Regions from separate parts of the Sus scrofa genome. Here regions 1 and 2 are each linked to region 3. A link is a contact called in public HiChIP or PLAC-seq and promoter capture Hi-C data. All regions are on one chromosome and are shown on one strand. Each heading gives the region's core, a stretch centred on a gene start, on an enhancer-like site or on the middle of the called end of the contact. The rest is flanking DNA. Distances are from core to core; before and after follow the strand shown. Region 1 has its middle 42 kb from the start of TOMM20. Region 2 has its middle 210 kb from the start of TOMM20. Region 3 has its middle 140 kb from the start of TOMM20.

Region 1 (4,113 bases), core at 195-2,694, 95 kb after region 3:
GGATCAAACCCACATTCTCATGGATCCTAGTCGGGTTCATTACCACTGAGCCACAACAGGAACTCCCTGCCTCCTGATTTCTGGTTCTGCTGGGTGGACGTGTATGAGAAAAGTGACTCCAGTCCCTTCTAAGAGAAAGAAAAGCGGTGCACTGGTGTGGGGGCATTGTGTCCCTGAGTCACACAGAGCCAACGCTGAAAAGCCTCATTTCCTCTGATAGGTGGCCCTTGGGAGCGGTGACAGAACTTGGGCCCGAGGGGGCCAGGACTGCCTTATGGGCACGACTGTTAACACACAGCACAGAAGACCTGAGAAGCGGAGACAGGCTGCCTCCCACCAGCCCTGCTCTCCAAAAAGCCACTTGGCTCCAACGTCTCATGACTTGTTCTTAGAGTTACATTTTAACTGACAAAGTTTAACAACAACTGTGACTTATGGCCTTCTAAAATTGGCAGCAGAAAAATGAACTGAGGAAGTAATGGAAAAAAACCACAAGTGAAGCCACTCTGTATTATGCACAATTTCTGTTATGGTTTTTTTTCCTTTCCAGGCGTGTGTGTGTGTGTGTGTGTGTGTGTGTGTGTGTGTGTGTGTTTTCGAATGGTAGAAAATATTTTCCAGATACGCCGCCCTGGCGTTCCCAAGCACATATTTATGCCAAATTTATAAGAAGCAGCTGCAGACAAGGTTGACTGAGAGGATTGCTCTGCTGTCTGGCTTCCAGAAGGTGCTTCTGCTCCTCATTCTGTCACCAGGGCACAGACTTACCTCCTAAAACTCTCTAACCTTCTGCATCGTTCCCCCAGCAGGAAGACAAACCCACGGCACAGCATGACCTGGAGGGATGTGGGGCCTCGCCCTTCTCAGCATCCACATCACACTTTTGATCTGCAAGGTGCTTTAGTGACCAGTACTTTATCATTTTTATTCATTGGAACTCCTCCTGCAGACGCAGGAAGTGTTCCAAGGCGCCTTTCTCGAATCCCTGGATGGCTTGGAAGGTAGGGTTGTTGGAGTCCCATCAACATCATCGGGTTCTGAACTGCTTGGAGCAGATGGTGGAGCCGCAGTGGGTGAGCCTGTGTCAAAGTGCCTGCATCTCCGAGACTCTCCAACCTCCTCCCCTCGCCCCTCCATGGCTCTGCCTGCTGCTGCCTGGTCAGGAGCTCCAGCCTCCTGACCGAGCAGAGACGTCGCCCAGGGACGCTGCCCCCCTGCACCCAACGCCAAGCTCTCCCTGGCCTGGGGCGGGGCCTCACGCCTCCCCCCACCCCACCACGGCCTTAATGAGGATGAGAATAACCTGCTCCGTGGCTTTCCTGGGGGTGACTAATGGGTTAATCCGGGGAAGGCCCTTTGAAGATGAAAAGCCTGATGTAACTCAAGGGTTGAAGGCAGGCACCTGCCCCAGCCTGGGCCTGAGTCAGCAGAGTGACCTCCTGCCTGCAGGCGGGCTGGGCGAGCTGGCCCAGTCCCCATTCAAAGTCAGGGTTGGCCAACCCCGTGCGTGTGTGGTGTGTGTGTGTGTGTGTGTGTGTGTGTGTGTGTGTTGTGTGGGCCTCTGGGAGGTTGGGAACTGTGTCTCCTGGGCGTTTGAGTGGTTGAATAAACCTTCAAATGGCTCTGCCAAGAGGGCAGCACACATCCTCATCCTAGAGAATATCAGTTAAGACAGTATTTCCTGGCCATTGTTAGGGGAAAATGCTTTCCTTTTTATTTTCTTTTTCTTTTTTTCTTTTTTCGGACCGCACCTGCAGCACATGGAAGTTTCTGGGCTAGGGGTTGAATCAGAGCTTTGGCGGCCGGCCTATGCCACAGCTACAACAACTCAGGATTGGAGCCACATCTGTGACCTACACCACAGCTCACAGCAATGCCAGATCTTTAACCCACTGATGGAGGCCAAGGATTGAACCTGCATCCTCATGGATACTAACCGGTTCTTAACCCACTGAGCCACAATGGGAGCTCCCAGGAAAATGCTTTTCTCACAGGGCATTCCTCCCAAGAGGTGCCGTTTTTCTCCTGCCTTTGGAAGAAGGAGCTGCGGCAGTGGTGGGCAGCCTGGGGAATCTGAGGTCGGGGTGTAAGGGAGGCGGGCGGCTGTGCTTTCAGCTCTCCAGCTCCTGATGTTCTAGTCTGCCCTGCATTCACATCTCCCAAGCAGAGAAAGAGGCAGCCAGAGCTGAAAACCAGAGGCCAAAAGCAGCGGATGAAGCGAGTGTCGTCCAGGACCACGCCCCCTCCCACCCTTGACCCGGTACAGGGGGATTTGACGCAGCGGCAGCTGGGAAGCCAAGAACAGAAAGCCTTTAAGCCACGCAAACTGATGCCAAGATTCCGCCACCCGGGAGCCCGTTTCCTGCGCTCTGCACATTCCTCCCTTCCCCCCCCCCGCCCCCACCTCCAGTGACCCCTCTCCACGCAGCCTCCTTGCACGCAGCACTGGTTTCTTCTTTCTTCTGGAACACAAGTCATGCGGCCAGAAGGAATGCAGGCACTTCTGCTTTCTCTCTTAGGTCCCCATTTCCTTAGAAGTTTTTCACTGCCCTTTCTCCTCCCATAATTTGCCCCGAACCCTAGAGGCCCCCACAACACACAGAATGATAAAGATACGAAAATAGGATGCAAGGATTGGCAGCATGAAGGCAGGAAAGAGGGCAGAGGGGGCCACTAATCTTTTTGCACGCAGCCAGGAATGGACGGGGTGGGGGGCATAGCCCCTGGAACAGGCTATGAAAGGATTCCGTTCTGTTCTGTTTGGAAGGAGATGGGTGGAAATGACAGTTTGGAGAGGATTAGAACGGGGAAAACGGTTTCAGGGGAAGCAGCCTCTTTTCTCCAGTTCTAACAGTGCCATCTAGTGGCCATGCGAGCAGGTGCAAGGCAGAGTCTCTGGACAGCCCCAGCTGACCCCGCGAGGGGAGGCATCCTGGCTTTGCAAAGGGCGCCCTGTTGATTGACAGCGGCCGGCCTCTCCCGGCAGCCAAATACGTCTCCCTGGAAGGGTCTACAAAAAACTGGGGAAGATAGTGCCTCAAGTAAACCCATAATAATGCCAACGGAGGAGTTTACACTGTTGCACAACTGAATTGGCGGCGTCTTGGGGGCGTTGGGACGCAGGTTCCATCCCCGGCCCGGCACAGTGGGTTAGAGATCTGACAGTGTCTCAGCTGCGGCTTAGGTCGAAACTGTGGCTCAGATGTGATCCCTGGCCCGGAACTCCATATGCCACAGGAGGGCCAAAAGGAAAAAAAAAAGAAAAAGAAATGTATTTTGGAGTTCCCATTGTGGCTCGACAGATTAAGAACGCAACACACAGTGTCCATGAGGATGCGAGTTCAATCCCTAGGCTCGCTCAGTGGGTTAAGGATCCACGTTGTGGTGAGCTGTGATGTAGGTGGCAGATGTGGCTTGGACGCCATGTTGCTGTGGCTGTGGCATAGGTTGGTGGCTACAGCTCCTGTTCAACCCCTAGCCTGGGACCTTTCACGTGCTGCAGGTGTGGCCCTAAAAAGAAAAAGAAAAGAAATCATTTCACCTTGGAACTCCACAAGTGGTTCTTTTTTTTTTTTTTTTTTTTTTTTTGCTTTTTGCTTTTTTAGGGATACACATGTGGTATATAGAAGTTCCCAGGCTAGGGTTCAAATCAGAGCTGCAAAAATCCCTTCAGTACGAACTTACAGCTCGTAGAATTTGAAGAAATCATAATTTTAAGTGGGTATTTCCTAAATTAAACCTTACATTAGAGAAGTTCTGTGCCTTACTCCACAACAGACCAAGAAGTCACAGGTTGTCTTTGAGAAAAGGCTTTCAAGGCATATGTGCATTTGTCAAACTCAGGGTTGCAACCTAATGGGGGACCCTGAAATCAATTCAGTGGATGGAAAACCACATTTTAGATTTTTTCTTTTGTTTTTTACATATTTTTATTTATTTATTTATTTAATTTGCTTTTTAGGGCTGCACCTGTGCAATATGGAGGTTCCCAGGCTAGGAGTCCAATTGGAGCTGCAGCTGCCATCCTACACCACAGCTCACAGCAATGCCAGATCCTTAACCCACTGAGCAAGACCAGGAATTGAACCTACATCCTCGTGGTTCCTAGTCAGC
Region 2 (4,552 bases), core at 1,894-4,393, 70 kb before region 3:
CAAACCTTCCACAGCTGGCACAAATGAGAAATTTTTTACTAACTTAATAGAGGGGTGGGTGTGACATGGCATGGAATAAAGTCAGGATGCTGAACTGCTGCTCCGAGAATCTGTGACCATAATTCTAACCCCTCTCCCCACCACCAACAAATCACTTAACTCCTCTCCCCACCCAGACAAATCATTTACTCTCCCTGAAGCCCTTTTTTTTTTTTACTGTAAAATTTTCATTGATTTAACTTCAAAACGAAACAAAACGAATCTGTGTGTTAGATGTCAGAAAAGTAGTTACCTTTGAGCTGGGTGGCATGTCACTGGAATGGGACATGAATGGAACAATGAGGGGCCCTGAAGCCTTTTTGAAAAAGTTATTTGAGAAATGTGAATTACAAGCGTCTCTGAAAATACACAGTACATGCATGTCCTGTTCCACAGGCTATTCACTCTCCTTGGAATATACCTGCAATGTTCTTCCCTCTTCCCCTTCCCCTTCTTCCAGGAAATCCCTCTGTGTCTTTCAAGACTTAGCTTGGAAGTCACCTCCTCCAGGAAGCCCTGCCATACCCCCAGAAGTCTGAGATGGGTGTCTTTCTCTGTCTGCCATGCGCCTGGGCTCCCTCCCACCATGACACTGGTGGTCTCTCTCTTTCATTCAACGGTGAACTCCTTGCCAGCAAAGGGGGTCTTGACCACCACTGGATCCCCAGAACCTAGGCAGGCAGAACCTGGCCCATAGTGATTCTCAAAAAGATCTGGTTGAACAAATGAATCATAAAGCTAAAGTCCATACTCCAAGCCATATTTTCTCATTTGCTTGCAAGATGACATAGAGATTACACCTCTGGAAATAAACAAGTCAGAGGTTGTGAGATCAGAAAGTTGGGTCAGAAAGCAGAGCAAGGGGCAGGAGGTGCCACCACCCTGACACACCAGGCCCCTGGCTCCAACTAACCCCACTAAATGACACAGCAACACAGGGAGAGAGGGCAACCTTTCTGCCCCTGGTCAGGCTGTAAAAAGTGGTGGCAAGAAAGCATGTCCTAGTTTGCCTCCTCAGATGATGCCAGCCTGTGGAATTTAACCACGAGAATATTGATAAATCCCAGAACAAAGTTAGAGGCCAAAGTCAATATGTGGCAGCAGCCAGAATTATAGTCATCCTGGGTCCCAAAGGTCATCTGGTCAACCCTCTGCTCTGCCTACAAATACCTGTGGATCCAACCCATCACTCCCAGTCATGGGGGCGGGGGAGGTTTCAAAATCTCAAGACTCCAAGTTTTAAGTGGTAAAGAAAAAAAAAAATTCAGTCCCTGATTCCTCCAATACAGTGATGTTTTTGAGAGTCAATAGGCCACTTAAAATACACACTGTGCTACGATGGGACCCACCACAAGGAACACCAAGATGAGAAGACATGTCATACCTGCCCTCAGAAAGCTCATGATGGAAACGGGGCAAAGAGCCTGGTTCAGCTGTGGGCACAGGTGGGGTCACCCATACTAAGAGCTGTAAGGGGAGCGTGAGTGGACGAGAGGAGGCAGAAGCCATGCCCAGGAAGCTCTGCTGAACAACTGGCTCCATTCCTTCAAAAACTCCACCAACTCAAAGAGTAGACTTGACTCAAAAGAATCTACACTTAGAAAAAGTTGGGACAATTGGAGAAATTTCCATCTGAATTGGGTGTTGAGTGAGAGCAAGGAGTTATTGGTAATTCTTAGGTCTATAACGGTGATATCATTACATCTGAAAGGCCCATCTTTTTTAGAGGTGTCCAATCCAGCATGTAGAGGGAAATGACACGAGGCTTTTAAAAAAATCAGAGTGAGGGGAGTTCTGGTCATGGTTCAGTGGAAATGAATCTGACCAGCTTCTATGAGGACACAGGTTCAATCCCTGGCCTCGCTCGGTGGGTTAAGGATCCGGCATTGCCATGAGCTGTGGTGTAGGTCATAGATGCGGCTCGGATCTGGTGTTGCTCAGGCTGTGGTGTAGGCCCCTAGCCTGGGAACCTCCATATGCCACGTGTGAAGCCCTAAAAAGACAAAAAAATAAAATAAAATAAAATATTAAAAAATCAGAGAGAGAAAGGTAATCGCACTCTGCTCTGGGGAGTTTTGAAATGTTCATCATTTAGAAAGGTTAAAAATGAAAATAAGGGAGCATGTGGCAAGAGAGGCACTTTCAGCTGAGCCGAGACTGGCGAGCAGGATGTCACAGATAGAAATGGACAGGAGTGTCATTTCTGGGACGGGGGGGGGGGGGGGGGCGGGTGGCACCCAGCAGCGATCCTGAAGGAAGAGGGTCTGGGGGGATCTCAGGAACCGGATTCAGATTAGAGCTCCAAACATCAGCCTGGTGTGGGTGAAGAGACCCACCTATGTTGGCCTCTTCCTCAAGCTAGGCCAAGAAATAAAGGGCAAAAGACTCCACAAATACTTGGCCCTGAATGCAGACCAAGGGGGAGGGCCCACACTGAGTGTGCTGACCCTTGCCTCAAGGACAGTCCCCTGCACCTGTCACTGCTTGTACAATTGCTTGTCCTGGTGGACCCAGGCTCTATCACATGAGATACAGTTGTTTCCCTTTGGGGGACCCCTTGGTCTTCTTGGAAATATAGCTCCCATTGCTCCCCCTCCTCTGGATTTTCCAGCATCTCCAGAGAAAGCAGATCAGAGGTGATCACACAAGAGGGAGACTTGAGGTCATCCGCTCAGTGGCACATCCACCTGCCTTGTCCCCACCACTCCTCCCACCCCAGAGCTGGATCCCACCCTGCCTGACTCTGTCTCTGGAGGGAAGTGTGGCTAAATCTGGCTCTGCTGTCCTATCCATGCAACCCCGCCCCAGCCAGGGGGCCTCTGCTGGGGTGGTGTGGGCTCTCAGGATTGGGGCCAACCTGGTTTTTCTGAGATCGCTGAACAAGGAAGCCTGGCCATCTCCCCAGAGTAGCCTGAGTTTTCACCTCTGGGGGTAATGGCACTTGACAGCCTGAGAGTCTTTCAGAAACTGCCAGGGTTCACGTGGGCAAGGCGGGAGGTTCCTCACTTCCAAGCTTATCTTTGCTCTGCAGCCCTGGTATGTAACTGCTGAGGGTTGCAAAATGAAAGAGAAAATATTTACAGTGAGAGTTGACCTAAAAAGAATCCTAGACGGGGTGGTGGTGGGGTGGTCAGGGTACCTTCAGCTTGGCCTGACCTCTTCCAGACAGAGGGCTTCAGGGGAAGGCCCAGCCACATGGTACAAAGAGCACGGCTGTCAGGCTGTGCCTGAGTTCAAATCCTGCCTCCCCACTTGCTAGTCTGGGCGACAGAGCTCACCACAGCTAACGTTCCCCATCTCAGAGGTCTTTGCAGATTAACGGAGATGTGAGTAAGTCAGACACTGGGCATGAAGGAGGCACAGTTGGCCTCCGCCTCCTCCAGATGCCCCCTTTCCTCGCCTTTCAGATAAGGGAGTTGGAGGCTGTAGTCTTTAAGACCCCTGTCTGCTCTGATCGACTACTCTTCCCGGGACCGGCTGGGTTTGCAGGTCCGTCTTCTCAAGGGGCTCTGTAATTTGATGCATCCTTCATCTAGCTGCCACCACTCACTGGGCTCTTCCTGGTGACAGGCCCACGAGGACATCAAGAGGCCTGGCCCGTGGAGGCCACATCCAGAAGCTTCCACCTGCCTTCTTCCCACAGGAGGGGCTCCTCTGCTCCACACATAGCAGGGAGCTGTGTGCTGATTTTCTGCACTCTCTTAAAGTTTATCAGCCCAAGGCAAATGCATCATAAGACACTCAGACCTTGGCCACCATGGGGTGGGCAGCGTCAGGGAGAGACTGGGAAATGATTTCATTACTGACAGGCCAATAGCTCTGCGTCCACCTGCTCCTTAAGTCCCATCCCACATCCCGCCCCGGGCTAAGCCACCCAGCCACCCAGCCACCTTTGCACGGTGGGGTGGGCTTTTCCCATCAAATTGTGGATCTTGTGAAAATGTTTTTGAAAGTAGGAACTCCTGGGCAAAAGTGAGGTATTATGATGGGGTCTCCAAACCAGATGTTCAGGAAGGGCCACCCTCATGGGGTGAGTCACCTTCTGTTGTTCTTTTCGCAGGACACCCCCGCTGGCCAGCCTGTCCTCAGGCAGAAACATGGCGGCTCTTCCTCTAACCCTTGGGGAGTTAGTGGCGGGCCGCCTTTCCATGGGAAAGCCCACGGGGTCAGGACCTCTAGGTGGGTGACCACGTGTCCCTTTATCCAGAGGGTTTCTCTTTGTTCCTGGTACTCAGAGTCATTATTAGTAGCACCTCCTTTCTTTGCGTGCAAGAAATACGTGGTCACCGTACCTCCAGGCCAAGTGATGCTTCCACGGACCTGCCATCCAGCCCCCTGGATTTCCTCGGCGCTGAGGTCATTTCCAGGTGGTCCAGCCCCTTGAGACATCCCATAGTGCAGACATCATCCCCCTTCCCTGCCGCACCAGGGGACATGGCTTTCAGGATAACGGAAGGAAGAGCAGAGGGCTCTGGGCCCAGGTGGGCTCAGCAGCCTCCCCAGGACGGAGACA
Region 3 (4,026 bases), core at 1,416-3,915:
AGAAAAAGGCAGCATTCTAAATAAGCCTATTGACACATATTTTAAATGTGATTAAATCAATAAATTTTATAACTAGAAATCTGACTGTTCCACTTGCATCATTAAAAGTGTACATATTCAAGCCAGCTAAGAAAAACACACACACACCAGACTTTTGTAACTTGCTCATTGGGAAATAGGGCATTGCCTCATATCTGGAGTTGCATATATTATATCTTCAACCCATCGCCTGCCCAGGTCTGCCAAGACCACTCTCCTTAATGAGAGCATTTCTACTAGTGTCCATTAGATGCCAAGCACCAGGCCCAGCCCTGAATACATATGTCCTTTACGTGCGTGCCAGCCCTCCGGGGCATCCTGCTGGTCCCTCACTTTCACAGGGAAGAAAACTGAGGCTTCCAGAAAGTGAGGTATTCTCTCCAGGAGAAAAAGATGGAACGTAGGCCTGACGCAGTCCGTTTTACGCCCTTGCCTCTGCCAGCTCTTTCTTCTCTCCCTCTCCCACTTTAGATCCACTCTGAACCATGTGGCAATATCAAGATTTCTATCATGTATTCAAATGAAGGGGAACTAGGAGGTTCGGATGAGGGTCAGAGCCAGCATGATTCAGTTTAGCCAGCGCTCCATTTCGTTGCCGCTGAATCACCCTTTCTGGCTATAAGTCTGGTGACACCACCAAATGGTCTTGCTAATTCCCCTAAGACAGTAATACCAGCCGAGGCATCTGCAGAAAGGCTTGGCTGGATGGGCAGCTGGATGTTCTCAAGCTTCCATCATCCTCTTCCTGTGCTTTCCTTGCTTTTCCCATTTGCTAAGACATCTTCCCATCCAGAGGATCCTGGCCTAGCATCATTGTTTAACTGTGGGGTGATCCCTAGCAAGTCATTTAACCTTTCTTTACTGCAGTTTCTTTATCATTAAAATGTGATATTTGAGGACCATAGCTGAAATGGCCAAATATTATCCAATTAAGATGAAAAGCACCGTAGAAAGGCTACAGAGGCTAGGACTTAAATAGTCACATATGGTTTCATGAAAAGCACTCCAGTGCATCAGCTAACAGTAAAAACGTGCAGGAGTGAAATGATCTGGCTGGAAATGAACTGCAAATTGATAAACATTTAGTTGCTAATGCCGTGTTTATTATTTTTTACTAGGATAAAAATTAACTTGTGCGGCCTTGGCCAGAAAACAGATTGAACTCTACCATCTGGGTAGCGGAAATGGTATTTCTTTAGCCTCAAGTTACATACAGGTTACCTCTGCCAGCTCCGATTTTATTTGTAAATAGGCCCTGGCTGTCCAGACAACAGAACTGTGGGAGGCTTCTGGGAAGCACAATCAACCCAGCCAACGTACTAAAAAGGGTGACTCTCTGGAGGGAGCTTAGGAAACAGGGCCGCCCCCATCATCCTGGTGTTGTGCATTTCCCAAGAAAGAGGTTGCCACAGGGGCCGGGGAATTGCCTTCACCCTCAGAAGCCAGCGCGCGGTGCAAGGCGGTGGCCTGCGGGCAGAGCAGGCGGCACACGTGGGGCGCGGGCGCCCGGGGGCGGGGGGGGCGGTTCCGGGGGCGGGGCGGGCGGGGCCACGTGACCGCGCCCGCCGCGGGCCCCAGCTGCAGCTGCGGTCCCCTCCCGCGGGCACTTTTCCATCAGCCTGCAAGCAGCTGGATCAATTTACTCGGGCCCCAGCGCCCTGCTCCAGCGCGGGCTGAATTATTACTCATGGAAATCCCCTCTGTTTCAGGAAATCAGGTAGCTTTCAAACTGCCAGCAATTAATGGCCTTCTTGGTCCAGGGAGAATAGCAAAACAAAACAAAACAAAATAACAGACTGCAGGCTACAGGTTTCCAAACAGGCCGTTTGGTTTCTAGTAAATTAGAGGGAGTGGGCGGTCGAGGTACTAAGTAATGTTATCCTGTGGAGTGTGGTCTTCTTTGACGTCAGCAAGATGTTTCTCTCCCCCACTCTCCCCCTCCTTTCCTTCCTCTGTCTCCTTTGCCCGTCCACCCCCTCGCCTTTTTCCTCCCTCCGCCTTCCCTCTTTATGTCAAGGAGACAGATGACAGAGGGTAGCTCTGGAAAATCGCTCAGTGTTGTGCAACAGAGCTCCGAAAATTCCTACATTTTCAAAAATGAAGGCTATGGCGTGGGGTGGGGGGTGGAGACTCAGCCACCGTCTCAATTAGCCAGCCAAAACTCCATGTGACTCGGGAAAGGAGGGGAAAGGCTGCTGGAAAGGCAGCGGTCACCACCGCCGGCTGTACATTCCTCTTTTCATCTCGCCCGATTAGCAGTTCTGTCTGAGGGAACATTCTTCCTGTGGCAAAGAACACATTCTTGCCTCCAGTCCGCCTGAAATAGAATCCTGGAGAGCAGGCTGCGGCGCCCTGTTCCTGCATCCGGGGGCCCTGCCCGGGCTGCTGTGCCATGATTCCCCCCCACCCCCAGACCTCTGCCCACCCAGTTGTTTCTCCTCTCCTCACCGAAGGCAGCAACAGCTGCCCCGATGTTGACACAGAACTCTCTTGAAAAAGCATCCCAAGGCTAGGTAAGCAGCTGTAGCCTGATCCTGCTATCTTTCTATTGCCCCTTTAAATTGCTTTCGTGGGCCCCATTGTTTCAACAGGGGCTGCGGTGGACACTCCATGCCGGGTGCTCCCGCAGTCACGTGGTGAGTGTTGGTTAGAGCAGGCGGTTCCCTACGTGGCTCTTAATTGTCATGTAGCCTCAGCGAGACTGCTTGGTTTCTAGAGTAACCCGACTCGCCTTCTTTGTCCAGGCAGCTCTTTAAAAGCAGAAATCTGTCCCAGATTTCACATCAGGAAGCAGGCAGGATGGGGTAGGGAGCAGACCCGGGGTGCGCGGGGAAGGTGGGGCCGCTGGTTTTCTACCTCTGGCACGTGGTGGCTCCTCCTTCATACCTTCTCAGATCTGCACAGCCAGGGCCTCAGAGGACCTCAGAACAGGGAGTGCTTTCTAAACAGAGCCTCCGAACTGCTCTCTGCAGGCATTGAGTTCCTATGAAGAATGTATTGGTGTTGAAAAAATACATGCACACAAAAAAAGCGGAGGTCATCTGAATCTATTCAGAAATTAAGACGTGGAAACTGAAAGACTAAAGAAACCTTCCTGTGTGTAATGGGGGGGGGGGTGCATGGGAGTGTCATAAGCAGGTGACAGCACTTTGGTAAGGGCACAGGCCCAGCACACAGATCTCTTTAGTGTAAGTTTTGAGAGGAGGGGTGAATGAGCAAGGGAATGAGTAAGAGGCATGAATTTGTTTGGAACACAAAGCAAAAAAGAGCCCAGACTTCCTGGGAGGTGAGGAGGATAGGGTGGGGCAGGTCTGCCAGAAAGAACCATTTGGTTTGAAGGAGAATGGACTTCTAAAGTGTAAACTAGGAGCCCGACATAATGACAGGTGACACTAACGACATTAGTTGATGGATTAAACAGATCCGTGAAGCGGATATGGCAAGTGCATAAAGCAGCACTGCCTAGTCCTCGCGGCACCCTCCCTAGGTGGGAACCATCTGGAGAGTCTGTCAGCTCCTTGGGGCATAAGGAAGAGACTCCTGGACCCCCGGGTTTCAGGCAGACTTGAAGCAGATACAGCCCACACAGATCTTCAAGGGCGGTCCATCCACGTGGGCTCTTTGGCGGCCCTGCCAGTCTGGTCTCACCTCCACTGTAGTTTCTGCCACTGCCGAGAGAGAGGGCACCTGCTCTCCTGCTGACTTGACCGTGGAGACCCTCAAGGGAGGACTGAGATCTGATCTCCAGGCAGCAAAGTCCTGCCTGCCTCTGATGGCTCGGCTGCTGCTTCTTGCCAGCAGAAGCATAGCTTCCAAGGAAGTCTCTGAGACACGATGGCACTCCCCCTGGGAACACTTCTGGCCCTAACCTTGCTGGGTGACCTCTGGGCTCTCAGGGAAGCATCCTCCCGCCTCCTGGGATATTAAGGGATCCAGGTAGGCAGAAGTGATGCCCAGGGGCCTCTCTCCCCAGGTCTCTCTCAGCTT

Evidence for each region. Promoter capture Hi-C pulls out the DNA fragments that hold promoters and counts their contacts. HiChIP or PLAC-seq counts read pairs in DNA pulled down with a chosen protein or histone mark.
Region 1: a contact with region 3 is called in an H3K27ac HiChIP or PLAC-seq map of skeletal muscle. The contact joins two enhancer-like sites. A contact is called at or near these places in 4 of 5 promoter capture datasets (fetal liver, fetal skeletal muscle and liver), 21 of 47 Hi-C or Micro-C datasets (alveolar macrophages, brain, embryonic fibroblasts and 9 more) and 2 of 2 datasets of contacts at active chromatin or transcription factors (alveolar macrophages and skeletal muscle).
Region 2: a contact with region 3 is called in a promoter capture Hi-C map of liver, with 9 times the contacts expected there. The contact joins two enhancer-like sites. A contact is called at or near these places in 2 of 5 promoter capture datasets (fetal liver and liver), 8 of 47 Hi-C or Micro-C datasets (alveolar macrophages, embryonic fibroblasts, fetal heart ventricle and 2 more) and 2 of 2 datasets of contacts at active chromatin or transcription factors (alveolar macrophages and skeletal muscle).

Annotation. Positions count from the first base shown.
Region 1 is chr14:56,152,567-56,156,679 of Sscrofa11.1, reverse strand. No RefSeq gene overlaps it. Among named protein-coding and RNA genes, the nearest start is that of TOMM20, 42 kb to the right of the region's middle. Within about 2 kb of position 1,444, at least 54 of the 83 cell types and tissues checked have an H3K27ac peak or open chromatin away from gene starts, as enhancers often do. A contact at or near this core is called in alveolar macrophages, fetal liver, fetal skeletal muscle and 4 more, where this site is marked.
Region 2 is chr14:56,319,277-56,323,828 of Sscrofa11.1, reverse strand. No RefSeq gene overlaps it. Among named protein-coding and RNA genes, the nearest start is that of TOMM20, 210 kb to the right of the region's middle. Within about 2 kb of position 3,143, at least 25 of the 83 cell types and tissues checked have an H3K27ac peak or open chromatin away from gene starts, as enhancers often do. A contact at or near this core is called in fetal liver and liver, where this site is marked.
Region 3 is chr14:56,249,165-56,253,190 of Sscrofa11.1, reverse strand. No RefSeq gene overlaps it. Among named protein-coding and RNA genes, the nearest start is that of TOMM20, 140 kb to the right of the region's middle. Within about 2 kb of position 2,665, at least 69 of the 83 cell types and tissues checked have an H3K27ac peak or open chromatin away from gene starts, as enhancers often do. A contact at or near this core is called in alveolar macrophages, fetal liver, fetal skeletal muscle and 4 more, where this site is marked.